4 separate regions of the Mus musculus genome follow, and regions 1, 2 and 3 are each linked to region 4. A link is a contact called in public promoter capture Hi-C data. All regions are on one chromosome and are shown on one strand. Each heading gives the region's core, a stretch centred on a gene start, on an enhancer-like site or on the middle of the called end of the contact. The rest is flanking DNA. Distances are from core to core; before and after follow the strand shown. Region 1 has its middle 6.5 kb from the start of C3ar1. Region 2 holds the start of Clec4d (C-type lectin domain family 4, member d). Region 3 holds the start of Nanog (Nanog homeobox). Region 4 holds the start of C1rl (complement component 1, r subcomponent-like).

The links. Promoter capture Hi-C pulls out the DNA fragments that hold promoters and counts their contacts.
Region 1: a promoter capture Hi-C map of hippocampal neurons shows a contact between it and region 4, with 3 times the contacts expected there. The contact joins the enhancer-like site here to the promoter of C1rl in region 4. A contact is called at or near these places in 7 of 39 promoter capture datasets (the 3T3-L1 cell line, 3T3-L1-derived adipocytes, cranial neural crest and 3 more), 3 of 115 datasets of contacts at active chromatin or transcription factors (astrocytes, forebrain and pancreatic cancer cells) and 1 of 9 other capture datasets (embryonic stem cells).
Region 2: a contact with region 4 is called in a promoter capture Hi-C map of the HPC-7 cell line, with 5 times the contacts expected there. The contact joins the promoter of Clec4d here to the promoter of C1rl in region 4. A contact is called at or near these places in 2 of 39 promoter capture datasets (the HPC-7 cell line and neutrophils) and 1 of 115 datasets of contacts at active chromatin or transcription factors (bone marrow-derived dendritic cells).
Region 3: a contact with region 4 is called in a promoter capture Hi-C map of embryonic stem cells, with 2.9 times the contacts expected there. The contact joins the promoter of Nanog here to the promoter of C1rl in region 4. A contact is called at or near these places in 2 of 39 promoter capture datasets (cranial neural crest and embryonic stem cells) and 1 of 115 datasets of contacts at active chromatin or transcription factors (embryonic stem cells).

Annotation. Positions count from the first base shown.
Region 1 is chr6:122,860,805-122,864,431 of GRCm38.p6, forward strand. No RefSeq gene overlaps it. Among named protein-coding and RNA genes, the nearest start is that of C3ar1, 6.5 kb to the left of the region's middle. Within about 2 kb of position 2,232, at least 51 of the 459 cell types and tissues checked have an H3K27ac peak or open chromatin away from gene starts, as enhancers often do.
Region 2 is chr6:123,260,664-123,263,846 of GRCm38.p6, forward strand. Clec4d (C-type lectin domain family 4, member d) reads left to right here and starts at 1,444. Exons shown (of 6, transcript NM_010819.4): 1 at 1,444-1,699. The coding sequence starts at 1,672.
Region 3 is chr6:122,706,305-122,709,633 of GRCm38.p6, forward strand. Nanog (Nanog homeobox) reads left to right here and starts at 1,261. Exons shown (of 4, transcript NM_028016.3): 1 at 1,261-1,629. The coding sequence starts at 1,479. RefSeq lists promoters at 1-1,475, 957-1,338, 1,001-1,406, 1,069-1,295, 1,211-1,401, cis regulatory regions at 1,054-1,059, 1,145-1,152 and an enhancer at 1,097-1,134.
Region 4 is chr6:124,491,362-124,494,523 of GRCm38.p6, forward strand. C1rl (complement component 1, r subcomponent-like) reads left to right here and starts at 1,752. Exons shown (of 6, transcript NM_181344.5): 1 at 1,752-1,869; 2 at 2,454-2,682. The coding sequence starts at 1,790. It overlaps Gm44096 (a long non-coding RNA gene), which reads right to left and starts at 3,041. Exons shown (of 3, transcript XR_003956364.1): 1 at 2,872-3,041; 2 at 2,430-2,774; 3 at 792-1,169.

The sequences.
Region 1 (3,627 bases), core at 982-3,481, 1.6 Mb before region 4:
TTTGGCTGACTGGATCTTGTTCAGGCAGCCACAGCTGCTGGGAGCTCATGCGTGCTGTGCTCCTGTCTGCCCAGAAGACACCGTTTTGGTCTTGCCCTCTCATACCTCTGGCTCTTACAGTCTTTCTGGCCTGTCTTCTGTGATGGTCCCTGAGCCTTGGGGAGAGGATGCGAGGTGATCTAAATGTTCTGTGTGTGACTGGGCTCTCCATGACACTGATTGTCGGTGCTTTGACTACTGTGAACTTCTGCATTAACCTCCATATACTGCACAAAGAACGTTCTCTGATGAGGACTGGGGATTTTACTGATCTATAGGCAGATAAGAACTTAGAGGGAGGTTTGATGTTATGTTCATTTAATCGGTCTAATCCCAGAGCCGTGTGCTTCCCAACTATGGGTTCTTGAACACATTTGTAGTACCAGGTATGTACAAGCAATTGCTGTTGTTCTCAGTAGCTCTCTGGTATCTGATGGGAAGACTCCCTTGTTGAAGACACCACATTGGCTACAGAACACGGAGAAATCAAGTTGGTACTGACCGGCAAGCTTCCTCATTGCTGGCTGGCTTTCCTAACCCTGGAGGGTAGGTTGCTGGGAGGTGGGGAGATGGCCATCAATAATTTTACCCAGCTGTGAGCCCTGTGAACTACAATGATGACCAGTGTGGCAAGATATGCCCATCAGTGTAATGGTGGTATGACTGTTATAGAAGAAACCAACCACTTTCTGCTTGGTTTGTTTTATGAGACCGGGTTTTGTGGGAAAACTCTGCTACTTAAGATTGAAGTCCATCACGACCTGATAGCCTCTGGGCTCGGCGTAATATGGGAGACTCCCTTTACTAGCAGGGGTTTCTCTTTCTTTGACCTTGTCTGGAGAATTCTAAGGCCCCACATTGCTTCTATCTGAGGAGTGTCACATAGCCTCAATTAGATTACAAGATCAATTTCCTTCCTCCTGATAAGACCTGTTCAGCTAGCACCTGAGATTCCTGAGACGCCTCAAGTCAATGAAGTGTGTTTTGCACACAGTCTCTGTGCCTGTTTCCCTCAAAGGCCAGAAGAAGATGTTGACTCCTCTGGAGCTGAAGTTACATGTGGGTGCTGGGAACCAAATCCAGGTCCTTTGCAAGATCAGCAAGCGCTGTTAAATGCTGAGCCATCTATCTCTAGACCCATAATTTTTGAAAAATATGAAAGTTTCTACTAGAGTGTCACCAGTTTTTACTCCCAGAAACAGTGCTGAGAGTATCTTTTCCACTTATAAACGACGAAGTCTACACAGGGATAGTGGGCAAACCTATCCCTGTGGGTAATCACACTGTTTGGGAGGGTGATGCACGGGACTGTGAGTTGGATGTCAGTAGAGGCTGCACAGTTAAACCCACCAACAAACAAGAGGAAGTTATTGCTTCATTACCATAATTGTGTTCTCTGACTCTGCTTTTGATACCCCTAGCTTCATTGTGGGAGATGCTGAAGCTCCAAGAGAGCATTTAACTATACTGTAGTAGGGGTTTCTAGGGCTGCACAATATACTTTGGGAGCATTAATGTAGGAAAGACTAGCTGTCCGTCAAACAAACAGTAAAATGCTTTCTGAACATAATACAAAGAGTTAATAAATATGACTCCTTACAGTGGTCTCTGGAGCAGAGACAGCTTTATTGATTTATGGTTTTTTAACGACTATGAAACAGAGATTGGAGAGACGGCTTGGCAGTTAAGTGCACTTGCTGTTTTTGCAGAGGACCCAGGTTCAGTTTCCAGCACCCACACAGCAGCACACAACCTTCTGTAACTACTGTTTCATGGTATCTGTCGCCCTCTTGTGGCTTTCAACAGTACTGTGCACGTATGACATACATGCAGGTAAAACACTCATATACATGAGACAAAGATAAATACATCTTTAAAAAGAATATGCAGCAATTCAAAACACGGGAGCTTCCAGTTTCATTTTCAGGTAATTAAGGAAATTATTACTTTATTATTATTACTGTTAATATCAGTCTGGCCGTTACTTTGTTTCTCAGGTTGGTCATGAGCTCTCAGTAAGTAGCTGCAATTTTACGTGTCTACCACCATGCTCTGCTTAAGAAACTTTGTTCCCCTTTGCTTTGAGGTGAGATTTCTATTATCCCAGCTTGGCCTTTGTAGCCAAGGATGACTGAATTCTAGGTCCTCTTTCTACTACTTTCCAAGTAAAAGACATTACTATTTTTGTTTTTGCAGTGTTGAGGGTGGAACCCACAGTCTTGTATGTGTTGAGCAACTCTTTCACCACTGAGCCACATCCCTAGCCTCAGTAAGCAAATTATTGAGACTGCCTTGTGAAATGTTCCTGTTTTTGATGATTTTCATGCTTCTATCTGCTTTGTGGTAAACTGTGAAGAACCCTGGGGAATTTATGTTGTTTGGTTCTGTTTTCTTTCCTTTTGAATATCCAAATTTAAATTCCAGAGCAGAGACCAGATGGTTTTTTTTTGGGGGGGAGGCGGGAGAAGAGGAGAAATGAAAATTTGAATGCACACACAGAGTCACATTAATACCTTTTAGGAGTCATCAATTAACTTCACATCGTCAGTGCTAGAGCGCTGTAGTACAGTTCATTCTCCCAGAAAAGAATTAAATTAATTATAGTCTTCGTAGCCTGTTTTCTCTGAAAATCAAAAGCAAATACATGCTAGATTTGAATGTGAGACGTGAGTAGATGGATGAGCTTGTATGGAGTGATCTGTCTTCTAAATCGAATATAGCAGTGCAAAGACTGTGGACGGCCTACGGTTCTGTGGCTGATTCACAAGGAGCAACATGGAAAGCGATCAAAACTGGAAGAGAAAAGAACAGGAGACTAGGGGGTAGGAGGTGGGATATGACTTCCAGCTATGGTAATAGCTACTTGACACTGACCTAGATGCTCGACCTAGATGCTTTTTTCTTTTTGCTATTATTTAGGCATACAATTAAACAGAGTGGATGATTACCGTGTGTGTATGTGTGTGTGTGTGTGTGTGTGTGTGTGTGTGTGTGTGTGTGTGTAAGCCCACGGGTGTAGACTTCAGAGAGTGGTTTGAATAAGGTGATTTGGCTGATGCAGGGAGCCTAAGAACTCATGGTAGGGAGAGAAGCTAGGCATCTCTGTCACTCAGCGTCATAGGCTGTGCAGTTAGTTCTCTTCCATTTCCTGTCCTGTGAAACAAGAATGTGACTGAGAGCTGTCCACGGCAAGCCTACCATCCTCTTCCTGGTCACCTGTGAAAGCCCTAGAAATGCTCCCCTCTTGTTTGCCTGTTTGTTTTGTCAAGACAGACTCCATATCCGGTCTTTGGCCTTGGACTTGTGATCTTGCTTCAGCCTGAATGCAGGTGTGTGTGTATTCGTGTGTGTTTGCGTGAGTGTGTGTGTGTTGAGATAAGCTCTTGATGCATCCCAAGGAGGGCTTGGCTTATGTAGCCAATGATGACTATGAGCCTCAAATCCTCTGTGTCTCTATAAGCATATGCCATTACCTCTAGCTTGTAAATCTGTTTTAAAAGTAAAAGAATGAGCCAAGCTTAGTGGCTTGAAGAGTCATGCCTTTAATCCCAGCACATGGTAGGTAGAGGCAAGTAAATTTCCGTGAGT
Region 2 (3,183 bases), core at 194-2,693, 1.2 Mb before region 4:
CTTATAATTTCTTGTATCTGTTATTTAATTTTACAAAAACAAAACACTATATAGCTATACTGGAAATATGTATGTAGTCTTCATTTAAGAAAATAATACATATTTTAATGTGCATAATCATAATTATTTGATGAATGAGATCCATTGAAAACGGATGACATCTATAACATTTATTTATGTTTTATGACATATGAATTATTTATTCTCTGAATAATTGTGAATCCATAGTGAGCCTTATACATTCAAATAATAATCAAATATTTCATTGTCATAATGAAATAAATTATTTTTGTTAACTGAAGTTAAATTTGTTTTTGGAGACCTATCAAGATGTCCATTTTGCCTTTTACCATTTGTAAAGATTTCTTAGCTTAGAATCTGATTTTCAGTTTTGTTTCTGATTTTGTTGCTGCTTCCCCCTTGATAAACTTGCTGTCTGTTATCTAGGAAAATTATGGAATTTAGCCAACAGGCCCATCACTTTGCTAATTTTGACACAAGAATAATACACAATAAGAACTCAGATCTTACTTTCTCCAAGCCTCCTATGACGCTAAGGAAAAAAAAAATCAGGAAAGGTGTTATATGCTGTACAATAGACTTTAAGAAACATTTCTAAGCTGCTGGGTATTTATGATAATTGAGTTCAGACACAACAACAGTGCTATAGATGCATGGTATATATTTATTCTCATGAATATATGGGGGCTATATGTGCAAGGTCTCTTTGTGGTGGGATCCCTTCTCTAAGCTTGGAGAAGGCTGCTCTCTTGCTGTGTCCCAGTATTCTAGAAGGGGTTGGGGAAAGGAGAAGGAGTAAGGAGAGGGTAGAGGAGAGAAGGGACTAGGGAGAGGGGAGAGGAGAGAGGAGAGAAGAGAGAAGAAAGAGGAGAGAGATGAGACGAGGGTGAGAGGAGACAGAGTTCTAAGCATGGTAGTTTTATCATAAGGACTCCCCACTTACGAACTTAGCTAACTCTAGTGACCTCCCTGGGTTCCACCTTTAAACACCAACAGAAGTGTTTATGGCTTCAACGAATAAAGTTTGGAGGAACACAAATGTCCATTCTTTAATAATCCTGTAGGTGGAACCAGAGATCACAATAGTGTCTATCATACAACCTTTTCTTCCTTTGCCGTAACAAGCCTACTTTCACTTACCTGAGAAAATGTTGAAATCTAATCAGTGGCTTCACCAACTTCTTCCTCTGTTCTAAAGCAAAGGATTTCATGTCTTTACATGCACCATGTGCACAAAATCTATGTTAAAAGCTTTGTTCATTGTTATTTTGGACATATTTCATTGAGCTAGAGAACTTTCTAAGCCTCATTTTACCTCAAACTACCTTTGAAAACATGACATATGAGTAGCAAAAACACATTGAGAAATCTTACATGACACACTTCTGGAAGTTTTTACTGGCTTTGGGGTTGCTTTCTCAATTTCCTTTTCCTCTTTGCTCCCTGTGTTCTAGTACATTAGAGGAAACTCTGTTTTTAAGATTTATTCTTTTTCACTTGGCTCTCTTGTACTGAACACTTACTGATCTTACCAGAATAAGACAGATGTATTGATGTCCAATCTTAAATGTTTCTGAAGAGATACTTGTGATGGAAATATACACTCTGGGCAAGAAGTAAAAAGCAGACTGGAATCTCTTGACACACATAATGTGGCTGGAAGAATCCCAAATGAAATGTGAGTCTCTCTCTTTATCTGTCTATCTGTCTATCTGTCTGTCTGTCTGTCTATCTATCTATCTATCTATCTATCTATCTATCTATCTATCTATTTATCTACCTATCTATCAATCATTTATCCACCCATCCACTTCCCCCTCCTACTTTCTTTCTCTTCTCCCCTTCCTTTCTTCCCATGGTCCTCCTCTTCCTCCTTGTCTTTCGCCCCTCTTTCTCTTAACTCTTCCTTCTTCAAGATAAAGTTTTGTTACGTAGCACAGGCTGGTCTTGAATTTTCTGTGTAGCCTGGGATTGCCTCAGACTTGACCTCCTTTCTTCCAACTTTTGAGGGCTGAGTCTTTAGTTGATATGTGATCATGCTCAGCCCTTTTCACATTTAACTAGATTAAGTACTCATGACTATAATTTTAAAATGTGAATTGATGGCAGTGTAAAGATTTAAGAAGAGGGGTATTAGAACACAATGAGGATGGCCTTGATGGAGACAAAGGACATGGCTGATTCCTGGTAAGCTGTGTAACAGATGCTAAGACCAAGGAAAGGAGATCCTAAAATCAGATAGAAGCAAGAGGGGAGATAAAGTATATTTTAAAAAGAAATGAGATAAAATGAAAAGGAGAATTAAATACTTTGGAAGATTCCTTTGACAAGAAGAGAGAAAAATAGTACATAGAACATATAGATGTAGGCTCATAGTATGCCAGAGACTCTCCCTGGTTTCCCGATTGATTTAAAGGATGCTACTGGATCTGCACTGTGAGACTGTGAAATAATGCTTTATTATAGTAATTATATTATATTACTTATAAGCAAGCTATTGATACATCTTTTGGATAAGACATGGCCATTGCAGCCATGAACTCCTAGTAGCTATTGTCACCTGCACAAGACTTGGCATAAGATTAAACTAACAAGATCAGTCAACATTCCAGTAGACAGCACTTAGTGGACTGAGTGGATTACAGAGACAAGGCAGCAAAGGAGAGAACGTGAAAAGGGAAGTGGGAACATGTAGGGGATTCCTGGGGATGGGAGGGGGAGGGTGAGATGGGGGTGGAGCTTGAGGATGGTAATGATCAAGATACAGTGCCTAGATGTTTGAAATTACCAAGTAATAAATAAAAGATGTTATAGTAATAAATACATTGGAAAATGTTAAATTATGCTTACAATTTAAATCTTGCTTAATCTCACCAGTCTACTAGAGCTAACTTCACCAGGACCATGCTCTATCAAAAAACCTGGTTGTTTTGTTTTCTTGTTTGTTTGTGTGTGTGTTTGTGTGTGTGTTCTGCTTGCTTGTTTTTGGTTACTATTTTGTGTTGGAGACTGGAAGCAGTGTCTACCACATGCTAGAGAAGTAAGTGCTCCACCCTGAGCTATACACACCCAGCCCTTTCTTTATTTTTAATTTCTTCACAGACTATCACTGTGTATCCTAGGCTAGAATTGAACTCCTTTCATAACCCAGGTAGCTCTTGA
Region 3 (3,329 bases), core at 11-2,510, 1.8 Mb before region 4:
AGCCAGCTTGTTCTACAGAGCAAGTCCCAGGACAGCCAGGGCTACACAGAGAAACCCTGCCTAGAATAATAACAAAACTCAAACAAACACCACCAACCCCCGCGCTCCGCCCCGCCCCCCCCAAAAAAAACCCCAAACCAAAAAGAGCCATTCAAGCTTAGTCTTTTGTAGAATAAAACCCAGGAAGAACCACTCCTACCAATACTCACTGTGGTAGAGTCTTCACATGGGAGATGTTACGAGAGGACGGCCCTTCCCTCTCTGCTTATACACAGAAGCCGACTTAAGCTGGGTTAGAGTGCTTTCACTCACTTATCTGTGAGCACAAGGACTGATCGGCAAACTTTGAACTTGGGATGTGGAAATAGGAAGATCAGGAGTTTGGGACCAGCTAGAGCAATAGACTGTGAGGCCAGTCTCGGGTACGTGAAACTCTATCTCAAAGAAATGACCAAAACCAAATTTGAAATACGATAAATTTCTTCTTCCATTGCTTAGACGGCTGAGGCACTTGGGATTGCAGTAAGTCTGAAGCCAGCCTAGGTTTTACAGTGAGAACTTGTCTCAAAACAAAACAGAAGGCCTCTACATTAATTTAAACACTCCTTAAATTGGGCATGGTGGTAGACAAGCCTGGTCTACATACTGAGTATAAGCTACTCAAGGCAACAGAGAAAAACCTGTCTCAAAACCAAAGCATGGACCAACTTACTAAGGTAGCCCGAGTCTTAAGCAGGACACAGGCTCTTTCTTCAGACTTGCGTTAAAAAGCCGCACTTTTGGAGGGAAGATTTCCCCAGGTTTCCCAATGTGAAGAGCAAGCAAGAAACGCTGAGTGCTGAAAGGAAAGCCGTGTATAAACAGAGACTTTGGCAGCAAGGTCTGACTCTTTCATGTCTGTAGAAAGAATGGAAGAGGAAACTCAGATCCCCCACTTGACCTGAAACTTCCCACTAGAGATCGCCAGGGTCTGGAGGTGCAGCCGTGGTTAAAAGATGAATAAAGTGAAATGAGGTAAAGCCTCTTTTTGGGGGGGGGGGATGTCTTTAGATCAGAGGATGCCCCCTAAGCTTTCCCTCCCTCCCAGTCTGGGTCACCTTACAGCTTCTTTTGCATTACAATGTCCATGGTGGACCCTGCAGGTGGGATTAACTGTGAATTCACAGGGCTGGTGGGGCGTGGGTGCCGCCTGGGTGCCTGGGAGAATAGGGGGTGGGTAGGGTAGGAGGCTTGAGGGGGGAGGAGCAGGACCTACCCTTTAAATCTATCGCCTTGAGCCGTTGGCCTTCAGATAGGCTGATTTGGTTGGTGTCTTGCTCTTTCTGTGGGAAGGCTGCGGCTCACTTCCTTCTGACTTCTTGATAATTTTGCATTAGACATTTAACTCTTCTTTCTATGATCTTTCCTTCTAGACACTGAGTTTTTTGGTTGTTGCCTAAAACCTTTTCAGAAATCCCTTCCCTCGCCATCACACTGACATGAGTGTGGGTCTTCCTGGTCCCCACAGTTTGCCTAGTTCTGAGGAAGCATCGAATTCTGGGAACGCCTCATCAATGCCTGCAGTTTTTCATCCCGAGAACTATTCTTGCTTACAAGGGTCTGCTACTGAGATGCTCTGCACAGAGGCTGGTAAGGAATTCAGTCCCCGAAGAACCCAGTAAATTAGGGTAAGAGTAGAAAAAACGGGCTGAAGGGTTATTGCTTCTTTATGAACCGTAGTAGTCATTAACATAAGCGGGTGTCCTTATCACTCTTCTGGAAACCCCTCTGAGTTTGACCGGTGATACGTTGGCCTTCTAGTCTGAAATAGAGATCCGGGACACAGGACGGAGCAATATAAGGCTCTTGTGTGTATTTGAGAACCTAAATATTTGGGCTCTTTGGAATATGTTCGGGGGCAGTGAGTGGTGTCTTCAGTAGCAGGGAGACCTAACATCCTAGCTTGGAATGAGCACCCCATTTTTTTGGTGAGGTTATACAGTTAGTTTGCAATTTGCCCAAATGGCCGTTTTCTCCAGCAGAAGCAGTTAGCATTTCTCTCAACCTTTGGGAATATGGATGTCACTTAGCAGTTCTGGGTTTGTGAGCTCAGTGCTCCTTCCAAACCCCAAACAAGTGTACACAGTTTAAGTCATTCATTCTTATAGCTAGCATCTGGAGCCAAGGTCTGAAGCTCATTGTCTGTACAGAGTCAGCCCAGTACTCAGGCTTGTAAATGGTAGAACCAAGAGGCTGCTAGGCTGTGTGTGCCACGGTGCTCAGGTGCGTGTTGTGATGCTCGGGTGTGTGCAGCGATGCTCGGGTGTGTGCAGTGATGCTCGGGTGTGTGCAGCGGTGCTTGGGTGTGTGGAGCGCTAGGAAGTGTGTGTCCCCTTTTTTCTGAGCTTTTAAGTTAATGTCTGTCATCTTGATTTTTCTGATTTATGGGTTCAATTTTTGATTTTTTTTTTGTTTGTTTTTTTTTGTTTTTTCGAGACAGGGTTTCTCTGTGTAGCCCTGGCTGTCCTGGAACTCACTTTGTAGACCAGGCTGGCCTCAAACTCAGAAATCCGCCTGCCTCTGCCTCTGCCTCCCTCAATTTTTGATTTTGGAGGTGGGAAAAGTGCTGGGTTAGGAATGAACGGGTGGGGATAGCCTTTGTAAGTGATGTGTGTTTTTAGAGCATGTGTGTAGAGCATGTGTGTTTGTAGTGCGTGCCCCTAGTGCCAGCAGATGGCATAATTTTCCATTTAGAAGCTGCTTTCAGGGCTGTCTACTTATTTGCTAGACTGCAGGCTAACCTCAGCATTGCCATCAGCGTGGAGCACAGATGTCTTCAGTGTAGGAGGTGTCTTCTACCTGCTGCTGGATCTAGGAAATGTTGGGGCAAAGCTTGGTGGAGGAGCACTTGTCTCTTGCTGAAGGCCCTGGAAAAAAACAAAAAAGCTAACCGAAGAGCTAGAGGGTCAAGGATAAGAGAAACGAATTTGGTTAACCGAAATTTTACTCTAGTAATTAATAATTAACTGGACCCTCTGACTGGCTGCTCTTGTACTAGCAGAAAAGATGGTGGGATATTTTTATTTATTTATTTTTTTAAAGATTTATTTATTATATGTAAGTACACTGTAGTTGTCTTCAGACACTCCAGAAGAGGGCGTCAGATCTTGTTACAGATGGTTGTGAGCCACCATATGGTTGCTGGGATTTGAACTCCAGACCTTCGGAAGAGCAGTTGGGTGCTCTTACCCACTGAGCCGTTGGATGCTCTTACCCACTGAGCCATCTCACCAGCCCCAGTGGGATCATTTTAAAATATACCTTTAAAAAAAAATTGGGGGTGGGGGGTG
Region 4 (3,162 bases), core at 502-3,001:
TCTCAAGTGCACCACAAGTGCCAGGCAGAGAGAAATCCTGACTGGGCCTGATGTGGGCTTTTGAAACCCCACAGCACACTCCCAGTGACACACCTCCTCCAACAAGGCCACAGTCTCTTCCACTATCGGGAACCATCCTCATTCAAACCATACTTTGTGTGTAATGAAACCACACGACCACATGCAAGACGGAAGAAGCAACTCGCTCTTCTCAGATTGGTGTGTGAGTCTAGAATGCAAATCCTTCTGCACACCTGCCTCCTAAGAACTAGACAAGCCATGTCTGCACGTGTTCCCTAACACACTCACCTCGTCATGTGTTCCCTAACCCTCCCACACTCACCTCTGCCTATGCTCCCTAACCTCCCCATGCTCACCTCTGCAGTGCTCCCTAACCCTCTCACACTCACCTCTGCAGTGCTCCCTAACCACCCCCATGCTCACCTCTGCATCCTTAACCTCCCCATGCTCACCTCTGCAGTGCTCCCTAACCCTCCCACACTCACCTCTGCCTGTGCTCCCTAACCACCCCCATGCTCACCTCTGCATCCTTAACCCTCCCACGCTCACCAAGCCACGGGTGTGTGTCTTCCCTTGGCAGGGGGTGCAGGGAAAAATCCTCTCACTCACGCTGTGACTCCTGATATGATTAACCTTACAGCTTGGGTTGACAGCTGAGGTGAGTCCCGAGGGATTCAGAGATTCCTGGGGATGGACCACAGCCTGCTATATGAGGAGCCTCCAGATGTTGTGGTAGGGACTCAAAATGACAAAATGCATGAACTCACCCCTTCTTTTTTTAAAAAAAGATTTATTATTTATTTTATGTATATGAGTGCACAGATGGTTGTGAGCCATCATGAGGTCGATGGGAATTGAACTCAAGACCTCTGCTCGCTCCGGCCCAAAAATGTATTTACTATTATATGTAAGTACACTGTAGCTGTCTTTAGACACACCAGAAGAGGGCGTCAGATTTCATTAAGGATGGTTGTGAGCCACCATCTGGTTGCTGGGATTTGAACTCAGGACCTCCGGAAGAGCAGTCAGTGCTCTTAACCGCTGAGCCATCTCTCCAGCCCGAACTCACTGGTTCTTGACCAAGAAGGAGAGGAAAGAAAGACTCGGGGGTTCTTGAGTCACACACTTCAAGTTCTCCAAGAGGCAGACTGCTGGGGTAAATGAGGGGGGAGGAGAGATTAGTTCATTAAAGGCAGCAGTAGAGTCATAAGAAGTGTCACACAAGCCACGATACAAACATATAGTTAATAATATTCCAGAAGAACTGGGTATGCAAGTCCTTGTGATCCCAGCCCTCTGGAGGCTAAGGCGGCAGGATTGGCATGATTTGGAGCCCAGTCTAGTCTGCAGAGTGAGTTCTAGGACAGCCTGGGCTACAAAGTGAGACCCTGTTTCAAAAATACAACCAAGATCTAGGTGTGGTGTAATTCTAATGCTAGAGAGGAGGCAGAGCCTCCACTAATAGCAAGCTGGAGGCCCAGTCCAGGTTTTGCAAGACTATCTCAGCTCCCATCCCCCTAAAAAAAAGCAAAGAGCCAAAGGTCATGTGTACATATGTGTACATGTGCACATACTCTGCTCTCTCACGTGTTTTAAAGGTCTTTCCTTTCAATTATGGTGAGAGCTATTCCTGAGTCTGTCAGCAGGTGGCAGACCTGCACCCAGAGTCTCAACTCATTTCCAGTAACTTCTGCCTTCTCCCTAAAGGGCCTCCTCTAGCCCCACCTCCTACTCCCTGGCCTGAGCCAAGCACTCTAGCCAGTTCCAGATGTCAGGGTTCAGAGGCCTGGTCCCAGAGCTGGAGAACAGCCTATGGAGTTCTCCCACCACAAGCTGCATGAGCAAGATGTGAGTTTGCACCATAGAGGGCCCTGGAGAAAGAAAGGGGCTGGGAGAAAGGAAGGGAGGAAGGCAGGACATGGGGTTACATAAGTATACACACACACACACACACACACACACACACACACACACACACACACACACACACACACGGCCGGGTGGGGGGGCAGGGAGGGGCGGAGGGTAGACAGATGACCCAGAGGGAACTAACTGAATTTGCCTGTTCAGTGCTCTGAGCCAGGAATTATTTAAATGACCCTAACTTGTACTCCAGGAGGGGGTTAGGAAAGGCTGAGGCAGGAAGCCATCTGGGTTAGACTCACAAAGGAAAAGGAGCCATAATAATGTCTTCATAGGATAGAAACCCCGCAGTCTTGGAGATCGGGCTACAGAGGAATCCAGATAGGAACCTACACAGACTCGGTTCAGGAAAGTGGTATCCAGAAGTGCCCAACACTCTGGGGCCACGGACACAACTGCTAGTCCCTAAGCCTCCGGAGCCTTTATCATCTCTGGCCACAACAGAACATACACACACAGCCTCTGGTAGAGCTGTATAACCTCACCTTGTCTTCCCTGCTCACTCACAGGTGCTGGTGGCTCCTTTGGGGAATCCTCCATACTTGCCCCACACAGGCCTCTGTGCTTTTGGCCCAGCAGTCACCACAGCAACTGACATCCCCTGGATACCCAGAGCCATATCTCAAAGGCCAGGAGAGCCACACTGACATCGAGGCTCCAGAGGGGTTTGCTGTGAGGCTGACCTTCCAGGACTTTGATCTGGAGCCATCCCCAGACTGTGAAGGCGACTCTGTCACAGTGAGCTGGACAAGGGGGTGGAGAGCTGCAGGGGCTCTGGGGAGGGAGCCTCCCATGGGCAGTGGGTGATAGCTCTGCTCTGAACCACCCATCTAGAGAAGAGATAAGGTGTCCAAGTCAGAGGATCTAGGGCCTAGCTACAGCCTGATCACTCAGTATACAGCCTCCCACCCGTCCCTGGCAACTCACCAAGGGTTCCACCAAGGCATCCGCAGGGACCCACCAAGCTCTGAGAGAAGGCGGCTGCGGGGCAGAGCCTGAGTTTTGAGAGCTTACAAAGAGACACATAAATATTGTTGCTCTACAATCTTGTCAAAGGCCCGGGATCTCACCCTCCCTAGCTAGACCTTGTTGAGTGCTTTCTCTACTGAGTTAGGAAACTGGATGTAATTAATGACAAATGTTCACCCTCAGAAGAACAAGTGAAGACCGATCAAGTTCACCTGGGATGAGAGGCCACAAAATCACAGCAAGGGCATT